Regions from separate parts of the Zea mays genome. Here region 2 is linked to region 1. Evidence: chromatin contacts called from public Hi-C data. All regions are on one chromosome and are shown on one strand. Each heading gives the region's core, a stretch centred on a gene start, on an enhancer-like site or on the middle of the called end of the contact. The rest is flanking DNA. Distances are from core to core; before and after follow the strand shown.

The links. Hi-C and Micro-C count contacts between places; a contact is called where the count stands out from the background.
Region 2: a Hi-C map of ear shows a contact between it and region 1, with 6 times the contacts expected there. The contact joins the promoter of LOC100276554 here to the promoter of LOC100279799 in region 1. A contact is called at or near these places in 13 of 25 Hi-C or Micro-C datasets (bundle sheath, ear, endosperm and 5 more) and 1 of 3 datasets of contacts at active chromatin or transcription factors (leaf).

Annotation. Positions count from the first base shown.
Region 1 is chr10:86,709,573-86,715,444 of Zm-B73-REFERENCE-NAM-5.0, reverse strand. LOC100279799 (Beta-carotene isomerase D27 chloroplastic) reads left to right here and starts at 2,475. Exons shown (of 8, transcript NM_001360997.1): 1 at 2,475-2,629; 2 at 2,714-2,812; 3 at 3,793-3,897; 4 at 4,007-4,106; 5 at 4,286-4,377; 6 at 4,482-4,562; 7 at 4,657-4,725; 8 at 4,888-5,110. The coding sequence starts at 2,486. The coding sequence ends at 5,031.
Region 2 is chr10:86,878,760-86,884,695 of Zm-B73-REFERENCE-NAM-5.0, reverse strand. It overlaps LOC100276554, which reads right to left and starts at 1,540. Exons shown (of 4, transcript NM_001150315.3): 1 at 1,328-1,540; 2 at 1-99. LOC103641341 (a long non-coding RNA gene) reads right to left here and starts at 4,401. Exons shown (of 4, transcript XR_560258.2): 1 at 4,329-4,401; 2 at 3,601-3,730; 3 at 3,353-3,504; 4 at 3,202-3,239.

The sequences.
Region 1 (5,872 bases), core at 1,226-3,725:
GTAACCACTCCTCCGAGGCCTCGGGGGCTACACCCGGCGGGTGCGCTCGCGCGCACCCACCGGAACGAAATGCAACCGAGAAAGGCTGGTCCCCTTGCAAAAAAGTGCGACAAAAGCCTCCAAGCGAGTGCTAACACTCCCTTCGAGGCTCGGGGGCTACTGTCGGGGACCATAATTAGGGGTACCCTCAAGACGCCTAATTCTCAGCTGGTAACCCCCATCAGCATAAAGCTGCAAAGGCCTGATGGGTACGATTAAGTCAGGGATCAGTCCACGCGAGTGACTCGATCACGCTTCACCCAAGCCTAGCCTCGGCCAAGGGCAGCCGACCTCGAGAGACTTCCGTCTCGCCCGAGGCCCCCTTTTTATGGCGGACACATCACCGGCTCGCCCGAGGCCTTGGCTTCGCTTAGAAGCAACCTTGACTAAATCGCCACACCGACTGACCAAATTGCAGGGGCATTTAACGCAAAGGTGGCCTGACACCTTTATCCTGACACGCGCCCCCGGCAGAGCCGAAGTGACCGCCGTCACTCCACCGCTCCACTGGCCAGTCTGACAGAAGGACAGCGCCGCCTGCGCCACTCCGACTGCAGTGCCACTCGACAGAGTGAGTCTGACAGGCAGTCAGGCCTTGCCAAAGGCGCCACGGCGAACTCCGCTCCGCCCGACCCCAGGGCTCGGACTCGGGCTAAGACCCGGAAGACGGCGAACTCCGCTCCGCCCGACCCCAGGGCTCGGACTCGGGCTAAGACCCGGAAGACGGCGAACTCCGCTCCGCCCGACCCCAGGGCTCGGACTCGGGCTAAGACCCGGAAGACGGCGAACTCCGCTCCGCCCGACCCCAGGGCTCGGACTCGGGCTAAGACCCGGAAGACGGCGAACTCCGCTCCGCCCGACCCCAGGGCTCGGACTCGGGCTAAGACCCGGAAGACGGCGAACTCCGCTCCGCCCGACCCCAGGGCTCGGACTCGGGCTAAGACCCGGAAGACGACGAAACTCCGCTTCGCCCGACCCCAGGGCTCAGACTCCGCCCTGGCCTCGGCCGAACGACTTCCGCCTCGCCCGACCCCTTGGCTCGGGCTCGGCCACGGCAACGGAAGGCAGACTTAACCTCGGCTTCGGAGGAACCCCCACGTCGCCCTGCCTAGGGCACAGACCGCCACGTCAATAGGAAGCGCCATCATCATCCTACCCCGAATCGACTCGGGTCACGGAGAACAAGACCGGCGTCCCATCCGGCCAGCTCCGCCGGAGGGGCAATGATGGCGCTCCACAAGCTCTATGACGACGGCGGCCCCCAGCTCTCTTACGGAAGCAGGACAACGTCAGCAGGGACTCGACCGCTCCAACAGCTGTCCCTCCGCCAGGCTCCGCCGCACCTCCGACAGCCACGACATCACACCAGCAGGGTGCCCAGATCTCTCCGGCTGCCACATTGGCATGTACCTAGGGCGCTAGCTCTCCCTTTGCTAGACACGTAGCACTCTGCTACACCCCCCATTGTACACCTGGATCCTCTCCTTACGACTATAAAAGGGAGGACCAGGGCCTTCTTAGAGAAGGTTGGCCGCGCGGGACCGAGGACGGGACAGGCGCTCTCTTGGGGCCGCTCGCTTCCCTCACCCGCGTGGACGCTTGTAACCCCCCTACTGCAAGCGCACCTGACCTGGGCGCGGGACAAACACGAAGGCCGCGGGACTTCCACCTCTCTCACGCTCGACTCCGTCCTCCTCGCCTCTCCCCCCTTCGCGCTCGCCCACGCGCTCGACCCATCTGGGCTGGGGCACGCAGCACACTCACTCGTCGGCTTAGGGACCCCCCGTCTCGAAACGCCGACAATTATATATAAATACTTCTATAGATCAGGATCTTTCATTTGTTTCATTACAACTCTAGGCAAGTGAATAGCTGCTTATTTATGTCGACACTTTTCCTGTGTAACAACTATCCATAAAGTAACATATAAAAGTGCAGTCCTTATTTAAAGGGCTGAGAGCAAACATATTAAGGGGGATTATTAATGATTTCTTGGTCTCAGTAAAAACTACTTATACGCCTGTGAAACTTGGATGGAGATAGTATTTGATTGCCTATTTGTTTGTCATTCTTTTATAGTGATATTAAATTTGGATACATATTATAGTGGTGTCTATGTCTTATATTAATTTTTAACTTCCGTGGCAACGCACGATCATATACTTAGTATAATTATAATTATACGCTCTGTCCTCCTTAATTAATATAATATACACTTTAAGCTTTTTTTCATCTAGATATGTAATAATACGCTGGTCTTAAAAAAATTCAGCGTGATATGGACTGTATGAGTACAGTGCATGTAACGTATCACATGTGTGGGTCCCACAGCTGGAGAGGCTCGCTGACCTGTGGGTCCTAGCGGGCCGGCTATTGTCCTCCCTGCGTTCCCCCACCACCACGGCGGCAGCCACTGGTTGGCAGCGGTTGTCCTTCTCCGGTGTCCATGGCGCCGCCGCTCGCGACACGCGGCCTCCCCCTCGCCTCCCGCGGCCCGCCTTCTTGCGCGGCCTCCTGCTCCTCGTGCCTGCCCTCGTATCTCCAGCTCGGTCGCCGGCCAAGCCGCCGGTTCCGCTGCTCCTCGCCACAGGTGATTTATTCCACACCAACTGTGCCCTGTGCGTCTGTGCCGGCGCTGGTGGTTGGTTGTTAGAGTGACTTTATTTGGATGCAGGTCGATGCAGCGGCGGTGCCGCCGGGGAAGGGCGGGGAGTACCGGCCCTCTTTCGCGGACGACCTCCTCCTCGCCTTCTTCCGGAGCAAGATGGTGAAGGCGAGTTCCACTCCATCCACCGATCCCTTAGTTCCTCCCTCCAGTTAGATGATGCCAAACCGTGTTATTAGTTTTTTTTTGAAACTTTGGAAGGACCCAGTTTTTAATAAAATTGGTTTATAGAAATTGAGTCCAAATATACCGACTTAATTTATAGAAATTATATTCTCAGTTTCTTAAAAAACCGAGAAACCGTTCTTTCCTAGCTAAAAGATAAAAACCGGTTTCTTAAAAACTAGATTGCTTTTAAACAGAGCCTTAACCATGTTATTAGCTTCTTTTCCTTAAATAAGAGAGAACCAAAAAAACTTTTTTTGTGTTTAGTATAGAGTTCTAGCATGGCAGATAATGGAATCTTCTGAACATTAATAATCCATTCATCGCTAGGTTCAGTTCTGCTTGGTAATTTTGATCAACAGTCTGACAAATCCTGATGAATTGACGCCACGTGCATAACTGAACTTGTGCTAGCTATTAGTTTATCGTATTACTTTAATCGAGCTTGGAACTTTGTATTTCTACAAAATGGCCATTTAGTTTTGTTGAAATCTGAGCTGAATGCTCTATTTTTTGAAGAATAATTTGTTTTCAGTTTATTTATTTATTTATTTATTTGTTGTGTGAGCGAGGCGAGGGGTGCTTTCAATCATAAAACAACTAAGCAGGTCCGATCCAATGTGAGATTAAATGTTATCATAGTTTCCAGACAGACTGCAACTCCAGAAACATAGAATAATCTCACTGTCATATTTGAATGAGAAATGTACACACTTGCATACGAGCTGAAAATTTTCCTGGAAGTGGCTACAAAAGAAATTTCCTGTGCTTTAGGACAAGGTACAAGTACTTAGAATTCAGAAAGCCAGCCCCCTGTTGACGAGTATCTGTTAAGTTTTAGGTCAATATGGAATATCACAGTTTTGCATAAAAGCAAGACATGCAGTGCAATTACATTCTGTTGATTCTCTGAAAGGCTGTAGGAGGTTGGATGGGATTCTGAAAAGCCTGGGTATGCTGGACTAATGGAGGTAGCAAACCGTCTCATGGTCAAGGGAAAGAGTGCTTTGGAGACTGAGCAGGCTGCTGTATATCACTTCTCTTGTCCCCCTCTAGTCTTTGTGCATCTGTTGTCACGGAAACTTTTATAGCTAATGAGCCTTAGTTTTCTGTGTCTCTTTTTTTTACAATCTCCAGGTCCGAGTACTACAGTCACTGTTTCCACCTCTCTTGCTTGTTCTTTACAAAGCTCTTTTAGCGCCAATTGCTAATGGCCAACTAGCCGCTATGATGCTTGGTGAGTCTACTTCTAGTCGCAAGTACAGCATTTCCATGTATAATACTTCCTCCGTTTCGTTTTAGTTGTCGCTGGATAGTGCAAAATTGAACTATCCAGCGACAACTAAAAAGAAACGGAGGGAGTAGTGCATTCTTCTTAACTTGCTTGCTTTGGTGTTGCTGCATTTTCTTGAGAAGCTAGGGCGACAGCAATTTCATGTCAATGGTTGATGGGCTCATGCTCAGTTAATTCAGTCACTCTGCCTGATGGAAAATCATGGTCAAGTGGGGTATCGATATGTTCCAAGTTTCAACTCCTTGACTTATTTTTTCACTAAGACTCAGGACTTCGAAATTGAAACCATGCTTTCTCCCTTGACGATGAAACTTCCAGGTGTTCGTTGAGAAATGCAAGTACCTGGAAGAGAGCAAGTGCCTTGGCATTTGCATCAACACATGCAAACTGCCAACTCAGGTTTGCTCATGTTTGCACATCTGGAATGCTGGATTTGTGTCTACCCAACACACTCCTCCCCAGTCCTTGAATAAATTACACTCTCTATTTTCAGACTTTCTTCAAAGATCACATGGGTGTTGATTTGTACATGGAGCCAAATTTTGAAGACTATAGCTGCCAGGTAAATGGTTCCAAAATTTTGGACTTTCTTCAAAGACCACATGGGTGTTGATTGTTATGCTAAAAGAACTTTGCGCCTGCCATCTATACATGTTTTTTTGTACAGTATACGGCCAAAATTCAAAAATAAACGCAGCAAAGTTTGTGTTGTTGTTAATCGCAGTTCAACTTCGGGGTGCCGCCTCCACCTCTTGATACTGACAAAGCCCTCAAGGAACCGTGCTTGGACATCTGCACAAACGCAAGGCGGCGTAGAGAGCTCGGAAGAAATAGCAGCCCAGATGAGCTCAGTTGCCCCCAAGTTTGATATGCTCCCTGTAAAAGACTGCACATCATAGATTATTGCGCGTTGGGCTTGGGCATGGTGTGCCTTGCTTGCATTTGTCAGTCTTCGTGCAACGATGTCAAGTAATTTCGGTAATACCATTTCTATGTTGCAGACACACACGTTTTCGATTGGATCAACATGACTACATGAGTAAATAACTCTCAGTCTGATCCATCAGATCAACACCCAATGAAACATCACAGTGATCTGGATACAAGTTCACTGGGTATACAAAGGAACATATACATAGCAAATCTGCCATTTTACAGGGCAAACTTAAAGTTAGATACCATTTCTACACCTGATTTCATTGGAGGGACTTCTTGAAAGCCAAAACACAGTTACATGATCTTCACCAAGTTAGATACCCCTATAAAACAAGCCAGTACAGTAATGAGATGCGCAACATTCTGTTGATTGCGTTACATCAGATCCTGCTGGCGACTTGTCGTTCACCTAGTTTCAGTCTATCGATAGCTTTGCAACTGCATCAGCTTTGCATGCTACCAAGATTGTGGGGCCCGTTTGGTTTGAGGCTGCTAGAACTCTAAGGATCTTGCCTTTAAACCCTAAATATTAGATGCGTAAAACTCAGTATAGATTACCTTTAGGATTTGACGAACTCGCTTTTACGTTAGAACTACCTTTAGGTTAGGGTAGTTCTTCCCTGGTGTGGTGACGGCGCGACAAGGGTGAGGGGTTCACGTGGGACGGTGAACCTTGCGATGACTTTCCTTTTACTCACGCAAATAGAGTAGATCGGTGGGCTTGTTCGTTTTGCTCTTAATCCATATGGATTGGGTGGGATTGAGTGAGTTTC
Region 2 (5,936 bases), core at 291-2,790, 170 kb before region 1:
AAAACCGTGGCCCTCTCTGATATGATACTGGGGGGTCACGAACCAGATTTGCCCTCTGTCGATCAGGAGAGGAGAAATCACCTCTGGAATACTAGCTACCTGCAGAGGAAAAAGTTAGGCAAAAAATTAGGTTACTCAGTCAGTCAAAAGTCTAAACCAGGACACAGGTGCAGCCACAGAAATGGATCAAACAAGAAACATTTTCAAACTTGTCTACCCGAATTGCCAAACCAACATACCGGACCGGTTCCGAGAAAGCCTAACTAACCATGACAAGAAAGCCACACATGTAACAAGAGATAGAAGAGGTGGCACAAAGCGAGAAACCGGGCTGCCTAAGTTAAATTAAGCAGGAAACGCAGGAGGGAAACACGCGAAGTTGGCAACCTTTTTATCCTGATCGAACGCCACAAGCCACGGCCGCACCCTCGTTCTCCCCTCGGTTGCTTACACTTGGCAAGGCGGCGTCTCGCTCCCCTTGTTCTCCGCTTGCTCTCTACTCATCTAGTATTTATTTATTTGTAAGCAAAAAAATGTTCAGCAAAAGCCAAGCAGCTGGCATTGTTTATTGATAAGCACTGGCAACATCTTTTCGCTTGTGGCACCACTGAAAACCCAACTAACCCATTCTCTTTTCGTTGTACGCCAAAGCTAATGAAATGGAAACAATCAAACAAACAAGAACCTCGTTTTGGCAGCCGAAGGAAGTGGTTAGGTGACCAAACAGAAGCAGAAGCGAACGAATTTTGTCGAATTTGCTGGACAGTTGGCAGCTCGAGCGGCGAGGGGGAAGATGGAAGAGGACACGCGGTGTAGAACAAGGCTAGGCAGTAGGTACGGTCTTCGCCGAGCTTATCCGGTCCCGATAATCCGACAAGGGAAGAGACAAGCGCGCAGGCGCGGAAAAGGAGAGCAGCCCGCCGACTCCCCATCCACATCCACATCCACGCGAACTTGGCGGAGGGCGGTTGGAGAGGCGGGGGAGGGGGGGACGCGGCGGAGGAGAAGCCTTGGGTGCATAGATGGATGATGATCCTAGCGGTTAAGGGGGAGAGCTCGCGGGAGCACCGGGATTCCATCAAAGCCGAAGCTTTTCGGCACACTGGCGCACCCGCCTTGGTACGTAGAACAGGAAATAAACAAAAAATCCCTCTCGAACCCGCCTAATTCCCTCAAAAATCACAAATTTTCCGCCTCGGCATGGCACATGAGCAGAGAGCGGCGGAGAAATCCGGACAGAGAGAGAGAGAGAGAGAGAGAGAGAGAGAGAGAGAGAGAGAGAGGGGGGGGAGGCCAGGAGGGTCGTGAGAGCCCACCCTGTACCTACCTACAGAGCTGCAGCGGCGAGGTCAGGTTACCACAGCTAGCCAGCGACGCCCTCCCATGGCGATGCCCGCCGAATCAAGGAACTCCCGGGGCCGCACCGCAGCCGCGAAGAGGACGGAGGGGTTGTGGTGGTGTGGTGTGGGGTCACCGTACGTCCCGGGACTGGGAGCGGTGGGACGGGTTGAGGTGGAAACGGAAGGAAGCATCCAGATTTGCCCGCCTCGGGGGTCACGCGCTATTTAATTCCGCTCCTCGCGCAGGATCCATCGCCGGCCCCGGCCGTCGTCGGCCCGGCGGAACAGTTTTTCCCCTTTTTGCTTGCTTTGCTCTGCCGGCCGTCGGATCGCCAAATGGACTACGAATAATAATAACTAGTGTTTAGCCCGCGCCTGGGCGCGCGTCATCATATATAGCTTAACGATTTTGTGAGTACCCAGATATGTAAAACAAATTTAAACATGATATGAGTATACAATATGTATGCAAGAAATCAAAATATAAGTAGATAATATTGTTTTCCCCTAATAGTTGATACCAGTTGTAGAGTGAAATTAGACTACAATATATACTAAGTAGTATTCAAGCATCATACATCAACACTTAGCAACAATGTGCTTCTAGGTGTTAAGTAAATATGTACAGATCCACAAATAGTCTAATAGTAGGTTCATATATATAGAGAGAGAGAGAGAGGGAAGTATTCATGGTCCAAAAGTGATGATGCTCTTGATAGGGTTCATATTTATAGAGAAGCATTCATTGTCCAAAAGTGATAGTGCTCTTGATAGGTGCCCAATAAGTAAATACCTGTATACAAAGGAGGAAAAAGCATTAGAGTTGTACTAATGTTGCTGCGTAAAAGGGTAAGTGGAATACATTATGTTGACTGTGTATAAATATATTTGCGATATATGAATAAGTTTTGCACATGGTGTTATACCTTCATGAAGTTGATTATGATCTAGGAGCTCTTCTCTTTGGGGTCTGTAAGATCTGGTATTCCTTTGCTACTGTGGCCATGTTTCATTCTATATAATATCATGAATGTTGTATTAGCGTGGAAAATAAGATCTAGCATTTAAAAGAATGATGTTGTTGCTACTGTTATTATGTCCAACTATTTTTTTAATACATACCTTTTCGGTGGCGACGATAACTCTTCATTGCTGAGTTCACTTATGCGCTGGGCATCACCCTGTGATTAAGTGCATAAATTTTATGAATGTACTTTCATATAACAAAGTGGAAACTCATTTTGTCCTGGTTTATTTATTCTGTGGGTATTGATTGTATTAATTTATATCTGGTATTAAAATGTAATGGATATGTAACTTTGTAAGTGTATGGAAAGTAAGTATTTAGTAGTACTAAAGGTACCTCTATGTCATGTGACATATCTGAATATATTAGAACACGTCGTGCCTGTTGAATAGACTTCATCAAGTTGTATGCATGAAAGAATGATACATTTATAATAGATTTTGCATGGCAAGAAAAATAAGAAGTTTTGTACCTCGTTTCTTTCGTTGCTACAGGTAGATAGTTTCGCCATTGATGTTGCTGGAGAGTCTTGTGTGGTTGTAAGGCTAGGTATTTCATCCTGTGTATCCAACTCTTGCTGAGGATGGCTAGGCATGTTAGATGGTATTAAGGCCTGTCTTCCATGGTTTGTTAAAATAGACAGAATAGAGAATACTCTATTTGTGACTGAGTAGGCTGACATATTGATGGTAACTGCAAGGGTAAATTTCAGACACACAATAGCGGCTAGGGCTGCTGGGGGACCCTGAGAAGTTGCAACTGCTGTAACAAGGTTGTCACAAGGTTTTCCTACTATTTTTCTGGCTATGTTATCAAAACAAAAGAACTCTGCCTCACATGTCCCATCAGTAGCAATGAAGCTGAGCTTGTATCTGTCAATTCAAATTATGAGTATTTCAAAGCAGCAATTAAGTTTGTAGTAAAGATAAGACTTTATTAAGATGGAATAAATGGTAGTAAATCAGGTGTGTGTGTTAAGATTTACCTAAAGTTAATATCTGTGCAGCCACATGATGTGCAGTGATATCCAGTTGAAGTTTGAGATGAAGATTTGTGGCACCTTGAGCAAGATGGGTACCACCATTTGCTATTTTGCACAATGCGTGAGATAGTAACAGTGCATCTGTAGCCTTCTGGCTGCAATATAAAAGAGAGAAAAAATGTACCAAGTTAGATAAGCATATTGTCGATGTATTAAATAAGTGAAACATATGAGGATTTAGTTGTAAATACGGGAAACATGTCTGGATCTATGTTGAGCAGCTCTTCAACAGTCTTTTGTTCCAAATTTGGTGGTTGAGAAAGCAGAATTTCTTCTTCGGCTGCTGTGGGTTGTATTAGCTGGAGGTCATTGTTTTGCAACCTTCAAATGATGTCACAATTGTTATCAGTATGAACAATATTTTTATTTTTAAAAAATAAAGACAATAGGATGTCTTGTAACCCGCTTTAGAAAAAAGAGGATAGCATGTATAATTTTTTTAACTGAAAGAGTGTCTAAGAAATACAACCAGTCATAACATTACTTTAAAAATATTTTTTTGTATACACTGATTATAGGCAGCGATGATTTTTTCTTTTGCACTGTCTTTGTTTTTTTATAGAGAAAAAAAATGAAACTGTGGGTTAGTTTTAGTTAAAAAATAATTGTAAGCATTGAATATTGTCTGAAAAGGGAGACCAAACTGGTTTGAATGTAATATATAAAGAGGTAATGATAAAAAAATGTTTATCTACAATTTCAGTTTAAATATTAGTACTGGTAGTGTAGTAGATTGTAGCTTATTAAACTATTAGACAAATGTGGGCATAAAATTAAAGAGAATCAGATTTATGTTGCTTCAAGAGAACTAGATTAAAGAGAACCAGTTAAATGTGGGCATATAGATTAAAGAGAACCAGATTAAATAGAATCATTCGCACGTATTGAAGGAAGTGTATCCAAAATTTATTTTGTTTACCTGTTGTAGTAGGTCTGTGCCTCAGGAATTACAGGATTGAAGTACCATGAACTTGCTGCAGTACTGCTTAGGTATGGTTGACCTACATTACATGTAGAATATGTGTTATCATACATATTGAAATAAATAATCCAATTGTTCTTTTCAAAAGTTTGGATCACAACCTTTGAATCGTTTAGCAAGAAATCCAACGAGCAGTATGACAATAGGCTGTTTGTTGCTTTGATTGTAAACATCACTGATAGAAAAGCTTGATGCTTGATTTCCCCAGAGAGTAATTTTCAGAGACATGTCACTGAAGAAATAAGAACAATATAGCTAGTATGAATACACAATCTGATATAAGGATTAGTGGTGCAAAGATTTCATAGTGCTTGTCACACATTCTATGTGGCAAGATTGCAGTAGTAATACATAAAGGAGAATTTTGTACCTTGTATTTTTGATGAAGATGTCTCTGATGATGGTTGAGTTGTTATAGCCAACTGGATGTGGAGGATTAATTTGTGTCAACATTCCAAGGACATCTACATTATTGGATAAGTAAATTATTTACTTGTAAACGATGTGTATATCCTTGTAACCTAAGTGAGTGTATTTTAATTTATCAAAATGTTTCTTACCAATCAAGTAAGTTCTATTGTCAATGCTATCTTCTATATTTTCAAAGCATGTGAGCTTGTAGATATATCTGGGAAACACTTGTGGTGGATCTTTGACAACTTTGGCTTGAGTGTACAGAGTGAATTGTATCATGAAGTTGTTGTCAACAGGTTTAAAATAGTTTCTGGAAGGCGTGACACGAAAGCGTTTGAGCTCATATACTTTTTCAATTTCTATTATTGAGCCTTTGTCAACTGCCAGGGCGGCTGCAATCTCAGCGTGGATGGGCGTACCCTGTCATCATATAGTAAGATAATAAGAATAGATGACATGAAATTGCATACATTGAAGAGATAGCTTAGATGTACAGAGAAATTTATTAAATTATTTAGTGTATTTATTACATTGAAGAGATAGCTTAGACGGCAGATATTATCGAAACGTCGCTACAAATGTTTTTAAGATGCTTGAAGGCATTCTTTGGCATTGTGACTGGAACAGAAGGTTCCTTTGCCTGAATTTGAGTAACTGCAGGTTCCAAGATTACGTTCAAATGCTTGCTATGGTTTGGCAAGAGCTCTAGCAGAATCTTATGAGCTCATTTACAGCGCAGCGATGGATCGAAATAACAATTATCCTGACCCAAGGTTGTTGGTTAAGCACTCTCCTGGGCAGATAAGAACTATACTAGAAATCTGAGGTCTTTGCGCTATGCATTGATACTACGTTAAGTAGAGGTGTTTCATGCACGAAACATTGCCATGTAAATTTCTGACTACAAGATGTGGGCTCAATTGATTACAGAAATATTGAATAAGTGGTGACTCTTTTTCTGAACTGATGTATCCATAGCTAATGTCTCACTATCTGCTCTATCCCTTTTTACTTCACATACCAAGTTAATGTTTACTTCGCTGCTGTAATTTCGAGGTACAGCTTGGGCGATTAATTGATACCAGTGGTATACAAAGCAACTATGAAAAGCATGTTAGAATAGCTTGGCTA